Linked DNA regions of Gossypium arboreum: region 2 is linked to region 1. The links are chromatin contacts, called in public Hi-C maps. All regions are on one chromosome and are shown on one strand. The core of a region is the stretch at or near the end of the contact, and the rest is flanking DNA. Distances in the headings are between cores, read along the strand shown.

Region 1 (6,300 bases), core at 2,226-4,725:
CCCCTGAGGTTTCATGCTAAGGCAAAACATATGGAACTCTTTCAGATGTTTGTGGGGATTTTCGTTTTGCAACCCATGAAAAGTTGGCAGAAGTTGGATTAAACCTGACTTTAGTTCAAAATCAATATCCATAGTAGGATACGCAATGCATAATGGTTGTTTTTCTGTAGGAGCTTTGGCTAGTTGCCGAATCGTTTGAGCCATTGGTTGATGTGCTAGATTTGGGTTTTCGTTAACCCTAAAGTTAAGCACTTCTTCTGGTGAATCGACTTCTACTTTTTTGCTTTCAAATGTTTGAGTAGGGTTTTCGTTAACCCTAGACTCTACTTCGTCGTAGGTTTTCGTTAATCCTAGACTCTACTTCGTCGTCGATTCTAATTTCTGATGGTGGGTTACTCTGAGTCCGGACCACTCCTGACTGCTTTTTTCGTAACTTTGTTTCCTTGCGATTGACTCTCGCAGTATTCTCTATTTTCGAATCAAACGCAAGAGTACCTGGAGCAGATCTAGTCATAAGAAACAAAGAACAAGATTAGTACGTTATCGATCCCTGACAACAGTGCCAAAATTTGATTCGATCGCTGAGAGCACCAAAAATATTCTATCCCTATAAAATATTAAAAATAAAAAATAATTGTATAAGGGAAGTAGGGTCAAATCCTCAGGGACTGGATTTGCACAATCGCTTGTTCCTCGAAATGCTGATCAGAATCATGCCCAAGAAAACCTGCGTACCTGAAAAAAATTAAAAAAAACAGAATTAAAAGTTTTTATCTGGAAAAATAAAATAAAAAGAAAATTAAAAATTTTGATTGAAATTTCAAAAATTAAAATTAAAATAATAGAAATAAATAGAGTTCAAGAAAATGTGTTTTTATAGAGAGATTCCAGCCTTCGATTGTCTCAATCTACCTTGGGTTCAATCCTAAGCTTTTAAGTGATCCTTCTTAAACAGAATAAGCCAGTTATAGTGGAAGAGGACGCCTACAACCACCAGCTCCAAGAATTTAGACTTAACCTGACTCTAGCCAACAATCACTTCTGTGGGATCATCTTATGCTAGATCATCACTTCTCAATGGCAAATCCCACGCCATTTTATCTCTTGGGCTCACCAACCTCTGACGCAGTAAGCTAACGAACCGACTGTGCAACCTTCCCAAGACTTACAAAGCAGCCACCTTTGCACACGTTGAAAAGATCACCTTTTAAAGGACATGGACGGAAGCGTCAACCCCGTAATGCGGAGAAGCGATGAATATTCGTCGAGAAGGCTAAGTACGGATTCTAAGCCTCAAGAACCCTTTTTGGTGAATTTTGACAACCTTCAGCTAGATAGATTTAGTGACTCATGATTTTTGGGGAAAAAATATACTGAAAATGGAATTTTTATTGGAAAAATATGGAAAGAACAAAAAGGCTAAACTTATGGGGGGAGAGAATGTTTACAGAAGAAGATGGACGAAATTTGTGTCACTTCATCCCCTATTTATAGTCCTAAGAAACCTAGCCTATTCCTAATTAAATTCTAAAAAATAAATACAAATAAATAAAGATAATTAAAGATAAATGAAAATAAATCCTAAAATTAAATCTAAATAATTATCCTTAATAATTATCCTAATATAATTAAACATTAAATAGAGTCTTGTGCTATAAAATCTCTTCTTTTGCACTTTTGCCCTTATGTCTTCCATACTTGCATTTTTGGCACCACCTTTTTCCTTATGTCGCATGTTGGCCCATTTCTTCAAGTTTGCACTTTTTGCCCTTAAATTTCCTTTTGCCTCCATTTTGGTGCCTGAAAAATAAAAGACCATAAATAGCTCAAATTAGTAGGGTCATACTCAAAATAAACATACAATTAACACATAAAAATATGTCGTTCTAGAGTATTATCAGAAATAATAATATATAGTGCCACCCACGACTTATAGTTCCATTGTTAATAGCATTTAACTGCTCAGTGATCAAAATGTAATAAACCAATAACATGAGTGATCATATTGTAACTTTTAAGATGTAATATAAATCATTTGTATAGTTTACACTATTCTTTTTTTTTAATCTACTATACTAAACAACTTTGTTTCGAAGGAATATATCTTTGTTTTAAATATGTCAAAGTTCTTTGTACTATTTTTGAAATTTAAAACTTAATTTCTATATTTTAATTTTAAGAAATTGAATCTTTATGACTTTTTATTTGAAAATCTTGATCCCTTTGTCTAATTTTTCCGTTAGTGGTTGTTATAAAAAGATCAAATAGCATTTTTAGCCCTTAATATTTACAATTTTTTTGTTAATTTAGTCCTTACCCTTTAAAAGTTATTATTTTTCCATATTTTGTCAATATGGAAAAAAATATTTAAAATTTTAAAAATAACTTTTCCATATTTTAGATAAAAACATAAAAACTATATATATTAAAATAAATCTAAAATTATGAAAGAAATAAAATTTATTTAAAATTCAAAAATAAATTTAAATATTTAAAAAATTCAAAATTGAATGTTGTGTAAACTAGACCAAACCGTTCGGTCAAACTAGTTGGCCCATAATTGACTAAGATATCGATCTAGTGAGAGATAAAAACCATGAACTGACACAAATTGGTTTGAATCGAATTCTGGTTGAATCTATCGTTGAACCAATTTTTTATAGTTTTTAATATTTTTATTTTTAATTTTTTAATAATTTATTTATTTTGAACTAATCAAACCGTTTGAACTGAGAACCGATTGGTTTGACCAGTTCAACTGCTATTTCTGGTTCCAAAAATATTGCCAAAATTTCAAAAAAAAAATGTTATTTACTACTTGAATAGTAATAAGAGGTATTCATGGTTTGTGTAACCCAACCAGACTAAGCAAGTAAATTTTTTTTGAAACTTGGCAATGTTTTTGAAACTAACAGTCTAATCAGTTTAAAGTAAATAAAATATTAAAAATAAAAATATTAAAAATTGATAAAAATCAGTTCAATTGTCGATTCAACTAGTCCATATTGATAGATCAATCGATTTTTTATCTCTCACTAGACCGATATCCCAATCAATTCTTAATCTAACTAGTCCATTCCGATTTAGGTCACATTGAATTTTGGGATTTGTATATATTTAAAATAACTTTTATTTTTTAATTTTAAATATTTTATATTTTCATAATTTTAGTTTTTAAAATATATTTTTTAATTCTTATATTTTTATTTAAAATATGGAAAATATTAATTTTAAATTTTTATTTACTTTAAAAGATAATGATCAAATTGACAAAAACTATAAACATTGAAAGATAAAGATATTATTTTATCTTTTATAACAGCTACTAACGAAAAAATTAGATAGAGAGACTAAGATTTTAAATAAAAATTTAAAAATTTAATATTTTAAAATTAAAGTATAAAGACTAAATTTTAAATTTATTAAGAGTAGGTTTGACAAACTTAAACATTTTCTTTCTAAAATCCCCTGCATTAAACAACGTCGTTTCGGTGGAATATGCGTGTACGTCTATGCGTCTTCTAAACCCTTATGTAAAACCCTAACTCTGCCACTCATTTTCTTTCCTATTATCATTCTTCCGTTTTCTCTATTTCCATTAGAATAGCAGAAAAATAAAGTATTTGGGGCGTTCTCTCTTTAATTTTATTTTAATGTTCAGCGATAATTTAAAGGAGTGGTTTGAAGGTTTCCCAGATTTAGATAGGATTGAGTTAGAAGAGAGTGTATTTGCCGATATTGATAACAGTATGGAGATTGGTAAAGAAGATAAATTTGACAAAACCCATGTAAGCGAGCTTGGCTTTAATGGGTCTGAGTCAGATTTTGATGGGTTCAAACCAATTGTTCATGGGTCTGCGCTGGTTGAAGGTGAGCCGGGCCGTGCAGTGAAGGTAGAAGAAGATACGTCAAAACCAGAAAGCAATCTGAATTTATCTATTGAGGAATCAAAAGCAGAAGATTTTGATGGGCTCAAGCCAATTGTTTGTGGGTCTGAGCCGGTTAGAGGTGAGTCAGGCTGTATGGTGAAGGTGGAAGAAGAGTCAAAACCAGAAGGGAATCTGAGTTTACCTATTGAAGAAGTGATTGGAAACGTTAGTTTGGTTGACGGATTAGAGAGTGGAAGTAGTAGTTCAGAGTCTGACAGTGAATGTTCTTCTTCTTCATCATCTTCTAGTAGTAGCAGTGATGATGATAATGACGAGGATGAGGAGGAGGAGGGCGAAGACGAAGAGGAAGAGGATAAAGAAAAAGTGAAGGGGGAGGCTAAAAATATGGATGGTGCAGATGAACTTGAAGAAGGTGAGATAATAGGTATTAATGAAGAGGTGGCCGTTGATGGAACTGACAGTGATGATGATGACGAGGAGGAGGAGGAGGATGATGATGAAGAGGACGGAACAGATGAAATCCTTAGTGCGTTAGATATTGAACTTGATGAGGTAGATGATGAGGAGGAAGATGCTGGTGCTTTGAGAGGTCCCATCAAGTCTAAGAATGAAGTTGAGGTAAAATTGTAGCTTTGGTTATATCTTTTAGAAGTTCCTTTTGTGCTTCTATTATATTCCTTATTGTTGTGTATTCATGTCATGTTTGTGTACTTTGTTAGATCATAATCGTGGTATCTTATCTTTATATGATTTTTTATATTTTAGTATTTGTTATATTGATTTTGAGATATTCATGTGTATTTGTATCATGTTTGTGTGCTTTTTATGTCTAATATTTCCAAGTCAAGCTGTAACGTGTTTCTTTCTGTTGTTTATTGGAGTAGTCTATAATAAGAGATAAAATCATTCTGTACTGAACTTTTGCTTGTTCAAAGATGTTTTGACATGCTTTTGGATGGAAGTTATTGTTTTTTGCTCTGCTGAGATTGCGGATTAAGTTCCACATGATGAAACCATGTCATATCTCTTCAATTTAATTGAGTCTGGCTCGTAGTGGATCTTTGCATCCATGTACTTTGATGTGGTAATCTTATATTAACCTTGTTTGCAATTGGAGCCCTATTTGGCTAACTTTGGCTGTATATTTTTAACCCATCCAAGCTCATGACCATTAGACTTTATTGCACTCTGATTCTTGCTTGATAGAGATCAGGCGTTTCATCGCACTCTAATCCTCTCTTGTCAACCGCAGAAACCTATATCTAGAATTCTCTCTCATGCACTCTTTAGTTCTGAACTATATGATTAAAGTAGTGCATAATAAATGCTGTTAAATTTGGTAGGTTCTTCCCCAAGTTCCACCACTGGATGTTGAACTGCAACCCCATCATCAGATGCTGCCTGTTGGAGTTGTTTTGTCGGTAAGGGCAAGTTGGAACCTCTGTTGCAAATAACAAAGGCCAAACCTTAAATTTTTATTTGAATTTTGTTAAACAATCACATAGCTATGTTCTCAGAGCTTGGTGATCTTTAATCACGAGGTTTGTCTAATGATGTTCCTTTCATTACTACAGGTGATTAGTACCAAAGTTATTGTTGAAGGAAGAGAGCAGCACAATCCTCTGAATGAAGGTTCGATTCTTTGGATTACTGCAGACAGATCTCCATTGGGATTTGTGGATGAAATCTTTGGACCTGTAAAGAACCCATATTATGTCGTACGATATAATTCTGAGAGTGAAGTCCCTGCTGGGATCCATGAAGGCACTTCTATCTCTTTTGTCCCTGAATTTGCTAATCATGTTCTCAATGAAAAGAATCTTCACAAGAAAGGATATGATGCATCCGGTGAGAATGATGAGGAGTTATCAGATGATGCTGAGTTTTCAGATGATGAAAAGGAGGCCGAGTACAGGAGGATGCAAAAAATGACAAAGAGAGCCATGAATGACCAGAGAGTGGGAAACCGGAAAAGCAATAAAAAGAAAAATAAGAGTAAGAATGGATGTTGGAAAACTGATAAGAACTCATCCCAGCAAACATCAACCGGAATGGGTCAGAATCAACATAATTTCACCACAATCTCAGCATCTTTGGTTAATCATAATTGTTCATCTTCTGTCATGGGAGAACAAAATTTTGTTGGTGGATCTGGCTTTGTTCCACCATTTTCGGTCGTGCCACAGTCTTCTGGTATTATTACACCTTCAAATGGAGTTTGGACTAATGGAATGCCAGTCCAGCACCCACAAAATGCTATTTTTCCAAACAGGATTTCTGCAGAAGGTATGTCATTGCTCTCGCAGAATTATCAACAGCAACCCATTCCTTTACCGACCCCAGCGATGCCAACCATGATGCCATATCAGCAGCAGCAATTTGATCCTAGTTCGAATACATTTCCTAATCT
Region 2 (6,300 bases), core at 2,646-5,145, 220 kb after region 1:
TATATAGATCAAGAACAGTGAAATATGAACTTCAATCGAGGAAAGAACAAGGTTGTGGGTTGATCAACTCGTTTTGCTCTTTTTGTATCCGAGGTAAGTTCTTATAGTTAAAATTTAATGTTTATTTTATTAAATTATGAATAGTATTATGTATTTATTCATATCTATTGTTGAAAATAAAATTATTGTTGAATTATGAAATTGAATTAAATGTTCAAAACAAGTACAATGCAGGATTGAGTACAACCGTTTTATAGCAAAAGGTGAATTGAACGTAAGACCATGGTTGAACCATGGAAGTATTTATATGTAAGACCATAGCTGGGCTATGGCATTTTAATGAAAAGACCATAACTAGGTTATGGCACCTTAAACGTAAGATCATGGTTGGACCATGGCGGTATTTATATGTAAGACCATAGCTGAGCTATGGCATTCTGATGATAAGACCATAACTGGGTTTATGGCACTATGAATGTAAGAACATGGCAGGGCCCTGGCAATACACGTGTAAGACTATAATTGGACTATGGCACAAGAAAAATGATGTACTCATATATGTAAGCCGTTCTTCGATTCGGAAAGACTTGGTAAGTGACATATGAAATTAATATTGAAATACTTATGGTTATTATTAGAATTTATCTGAAACAAGAATATCCATCGATATTTAAACAATTCAACAGGTATGTTGAAGATGTGAAATGTGAGAAATAGATACGCATCGATACAGGTATGTACGGAAAACTATATAAGCATCGGATATATGAAAGTTGTGAATACATGGTTAGTTAGTTGATTGAAAACATAATAACATTGTGGTTAAATGTTTTGTAGCATGTTATATTTATAATTTGAATAGTTAATAAGTGACAAGTATTGCTTATTATTTTCATACGAGCTTACTATGCTATAAGCTTACTTTGTTTATTTTTCATGTTTTATAGTGATTTCAAAGCTAGCTTGGATTCGATGATCGTCAGAGACTTCATCACACTATCAAGCTATTATTTTGGTACTTTTGAATCTATGTTTTGGAATATATGGCATGTATAGGAACTTTAGTCACTTTGGTATATAAGTTGATAATGAATTTAGCCATTTGGTTTGGCTTGTAAATGTCTATGGTTTGGTTTGTATATATAGTCATGAAAGTTGGCTTAATTTGGTTGGTTTGGTTGTATATAAATGTATGTGTGCATATGGTTTATTTCATGTGATTGAGGTTGGCTTTGTGATGGTTATTGATAATAGGTATTGTGGATGATATTAGAGAAGATATATATATATATATATATATATATATATATATATATATATATGTAAATTTTAAGCCAAATGATGCATGTTTGAAATTGTTTAATTAGTTGATATGTATAGGTGAATTTGGTATAAATGGATTGGCCTATTTTGTGACTTGAGTGTTTTTTGGATAATGATTTTGAGTTAGCATGAATTAGGCTTGATTGAGTTGGTATAAATGCTTATATATGCTATATTTTGTGCCATTTGAGTTTGGTGTAGGTACATGAAATTTGGGTGGCAAAATGGCCACACGGGTAGAGACAAGGGAGCGTGTCTTAGCCTTGTGTGACACACGGTTATGTTGTATGGTCGTGTGTCCCTTGGTGTTGAATTGAAAACCAAATTAGTATGCTCCACACGGTCTTACACACGGGCGTGTGACTTGGCCGTGTGGCCTAAGTTAGTAAGCCCTACAGGTTTGACACGGCCTAGCACACAGCCTGGCACACGGGTGTATATGGACATTTTTAGGGCACACAAGCTAGCCACACGGGCATGTGTGTTGGCTGTGTGACGCAAGTCAGAGAGTTACACAGGGTAGGACATGGGCTGGGACACGACCATGTGCTCTCATTTCGAATGTCCATACGGCCTACGACACGGGCATGTCTTTTGTCGTGTGAGAGACACGGCTGGGCCACACGGGCATGTCTTCCCTATTTTTGGCAAAGAATTTCTAAGTGTTTTAAAAATTTCCTGAGTTCTCGGTTTAGTCTCGAATCACCTGAATGTATGTTTAGGGCCTTATAGGCTCATTTTAGGGACAATGTGAATGTTGTTGATTGATGAATATATACTAAATTTGTAAATGTATGTGAAATGCATGTGTTATTGTACAATATGTTTGGTAATGCTCCATAACCCTATTCTGGCATTGAATACGGGTGAAGGGTGTTACAAATAAGCTTTTTAAGTATACCGGGAAAGCCTAATTTTTTATATCAATTTGTGGCTGATCACTCCTCAATTCGTTCTTTCAAAGTAGACATCATAGTCTCGAGAGCATCGTCCCTTATTGTCAACTTATCCATAGTGGAATTGAGCACCCCTTGCATTGCTTCCACATTGGAACCGAAAATCTCCACCATCAATTCCTTGAGCTACTATTTCATTGAGTCTAACTCTATGGTGGTCCCTCAACTACCTCTAGTGTTTCCTTGATATCACCTAAGGATTCCTTAAGATTGGTCTCCAGACCTTCAAAAGCTAACAACATATCCCTCTACTCAACATGCTCATCTACTCATTTTGTCATCTCAATTGATGCCTTACTGAGCACTAGCTCAAATACCAACTATCATGAGGCTAGAACTTAAGCCTCGCAAACCGCACGACATTAGGTAGAAACTTAGCTTCAAGTCTGCATAAGTCAGTCTAACTCTAGAAAGATAAGAGTTCTCAACAAAAATTCTCTGAGGCACCGAAATAAAGCAAAAGCAAACTCTCAATCGAAAAAGCAAAAAGTGAACAGAAAAGCCAAAAGAAAACTAATAACACCTAGTTTGAGTAAATGCTCTTAAAGTGTTTCTAGTACATTAAAGAATTACACCTGAATGATTACAAAGGAGGGAGAATACCTCTATTTATAGTTGAACTCCCAAAAACCCAATAGTACAATTTAAATTACATCAACGGTCGAGATCAAAGCCTTTCTGCAATATGAGTCTTAAGGGATTTTAACTTTATACAATCTTATCTCTTAGGATTACAAATATTCATCATGGTAACTCTAGTTTTACTAAAGTATTACACTAGATTACCAAGGGTTCAAGTAGATGGATTTCTCCACATGTTCCACAAATCGGGTTAGTTCAAATGGGTCAAATAGGCCTCATGTAATCAGTAGACCTCCATGAGATGTTCTATGTGCATTTGTCACATATTTCAATCCGCGGCCCGTGACACTAGATGTTCGTGTCAAAATAAGAAATTTTGTTTTCTCAAAACCTTGATCGATTCGTTGAATTCAAAAAAATATATTTTGTTATTTAAAATATTTTTATGTTAATATCGATATTAATATAATAATTAATTTAAATTGAACAATAATAAATTATATGAATTTGATTATAATTAATTTATATATAAAATATAATTCGAAATCCAAGAAGAAAATTATCGTATCCAAATCGTACCTAACCCTGGACTTACAAAATCAGGAGAGACACTAAAACAAAACCAGACTGATTCTCAAAATCTTTTTAATCCAAACTGGGACATTGAGACTAAATGTAGTAATTATATTGTCAATTTCATGATCATACTTTTTTAATAGATTGCCCCTTTCTTTCCAATCTTCACCCACCAAAATTAAGTAAGAATATGAGTAGCCGTTGATTGGCTCTACACAAGAAATTTCCAGTTCCAAATAGAGTTAAATAAACCAGATTAAATAATTTTATGATTTTCAGTTTAATTACTTCACTCCATTGATTCATTTAAATCAAATATTTAAATAAATATTAAATATAGCGAATAATTAACTTCAATAATACTAGTATAGAGGAGCAATTAGAGAATTGTTTTAATAAGAAAAATTGGATTTTTTTAGATTAGGACAGGAACTGCTTCCGACCCTATACCAATAATATACTACAAATAAAAGGCTTATGCGCATGGGCCACTTGTTTAGCAGTAATTGCAACTTTGCGAATTTGTGATTGTCCTTTTATGGTTATTGACCAATAATTCCCAAGTTTTGCTGTAGATTCTGTTTCTGCTTTCTGCTTTCTGCTGTTGTTGTTGTTTTCTCTCTAAGATGCCTGTTAATGTCATAATCCACGTCTCTTTGATTTTTTTTGTTGTATATCTACTTGTTTCTTCTACTTCTAATGCTGAAGGTTTTGAGATCGAAAGCCAAGATGTTAGAAGATCTGAATTCCCAGATAACTTTCTCTTTGGTACAGCTGTTTCTTCATACCAGGCATGCTAAGCAAGCTTTGGATATTCTTCAATGGCTATTAGCAGTGTGTTTGTCTTTTTTTACTTCTTGGTTTTCATGGTATAGGTTGAAGGAGGATATCTTGAAGATGGAAAAGGCCTAAGCAACTGGGATGTTTTCACTCATATTCCAGGTAAACAGGAACTTTGAGGTTGCAGATATCATGGAATTTAGCACACATGTTTGAAGCTTAACTATTTGATCAAATGTTTGTCAGGAAACATTAAAAACAATGAGAATGGAGATGATGCAGATGATGATTACCATCTGTTCTTGGTATTGTCTCACTGATAAATTCATTCTTTGTTACTGATTTCAGTCTTTAGATATATGATAAAACAAAAGGTTTGATTGTTGCTTTGTTTTATGTATAATTTACCAGGTAGATGCTGAGATTGCACAATCACTTGGGGTGAATGCATATCGGTTTTCGATTTCATGGGCTAGAATTCTACCTAGTATGGCTTCCAAAACCCAGAAACTTACTTGATTTAGATTATAACAATTCTAACATCCCTCGATGATGGAACAGGAGGAAGGTTTGGTGAAGTTAATCCAGGTGGAATCAAGTTCTATAACAAAATTATAGACAACCTCTTGCTCAGGGGTAAGAGGATAAAATTAGGATAAAATTGTATCTTGAGATTCTTGAGAATGATGTAATGTGATTAAGCAAATTCCAAAAAGCAGGAATTGAACCATTTCTGACAATACACCATTTTGATCTTCCACAAGAACTGGAGGATAGATATGGGGCTTGGCTCAGTCCACTAATGCAGTAATTTCTCCTGTCATTCAAGTTGTTCCATATTAGCCAAATGTTTTTGCTGTGAAGTAATCATGTTGTTAAGTTGCCTAATTTTCAGTTCTTTTTTAGGGATGATTTTCTTCTTTTGGCCGAAACCTGTTTCAAGAGCTTTGGCGATAGAGTTAAGTACTGGACAACTATCAATGAGCCTAATATGTTTGCAGAAATGTCATATGTTAGGGGACTTTATCCACCTGCTCATTGTTCTCCACCTTTCGGAAATTGTTCAGTTGGCAATGCAGACATTGAGCCTCTTATAGTTGTTCACAACATGTTATTAGCCCATGGCAAGGCTGTTAAGCTATACCGAGAACGATTTCAGGTTAAGGAACGAGATTCCGTATATGTTTATAGCTTGACCCTTGCTTCATGATATCTTTTTTTACCCAAATTTGATGCTGCTGCAGTCAAAACAAGGTGGTTCGATAGGATTAGTTGTGCATTTACATATGTATGAACCACTAAGAGATGTAGAATCCGATCGTCAAGCCGTGAATCGGGCTCTGGCTTTTACAGGAGGCTGGTAAGTAATCTCAACCTAAAGCTTTATTAATGCTAGAAGAAAATTCCTGGTGAATGCACTTATATGTTTCCTCTTTATTTTATTGAACATTTAAGCAGCAAGGTCATGTTTAATGGTAGCACTTAACATTGGTTTCGGTCGTTCTTTTATGATGAACCAGATAAAACCATACGAGTTATATGAGCTGTCATTTTCAATGACCACTTGATCTTGGACCATTTCCTTGGTTTACTAGATAACCAAATCTTCTGAACCAGTAAAAAATTTTGTCATTAATTGTTGGTTGGGCTCATGGATTCTGACATTAAATAAGTTGTGAACCAAAGCAAACCAATTAGAATCCACTTGACTTGAAGAAGACAGATTGTTTATGTAATTAGTGAACCACAGTAAATGCAAAATCTTGGAACCATTATGACAGTACAAGTGTCAAATGGAAATGAAGGTACTTGGATGAATTATGAAACTCACAATAATGACCCTACCCTTTCTGCCAGCTTTTTCCTTTTCCTTTTAAGATTTCCTTTTCAGCCTTCATAGTGTTACTTTGAATCACGTTTATATTTTAGGATACATGAATGTGTAGTGGCGGACTAAGGAAATTTTTTTGAGAGTAAAAATTAAATTGTATATTTTTATGATTGTAAAAATATAATTTTATTATTTTAATAGTTTATATCTTTATAATTTTTAAAAAATTAAATTAAATTTTTAGCATTTTTT

Evidence for each region. Hi-C and Micro-C count contacts between places; a contact is called where the count stands out from the background.
Region 2: a contact with region 1 is called in a Hi-C map of leaf, with 2.1 times the contacts expected there. The contact joins the promoter of LOC108461628 here to the promoter of LOC108464145 in region 1. A contact is called at or near these places in 2 of 5 Hi-C or Micro-C datasets (both in leaf).

Annotation. Positions count from the first base shown.
Region 1 is chr13:112,703,956-112,710,255 of ASM2569848v2, forward strand. LOC108464145 (H/ACA ribonucleoprotein complex non-core subunit NAF1-like) reads left to right here and starts at 3,476. Exons shown (of 3, transcript XM_017764264.2): 1 at 3,476-4,508; 2 at 5,234-5,311; 3 at 5,465-6,300. The coding sequence starts at 3,654.
Region 2 is chr13:112,922,892-112,929,191 of ASM2569848v2, forward strand. LOC108461628 (beta-glucosidase 18-like) reads left to right here and starts at 3,896. Exons shown (of 12, transcript XM_017761528.2): 1 at 3,896-4,228; 2 at 4,313-4,379; 3 at 4,464-4,522; 4 at 4,629-4,704; 5 at 4,779-4,853; 6 at 4,937-5,024; 7 at 5,124-5,376; 8 at 5,462-5,577. The coding sequence starts at 4,064.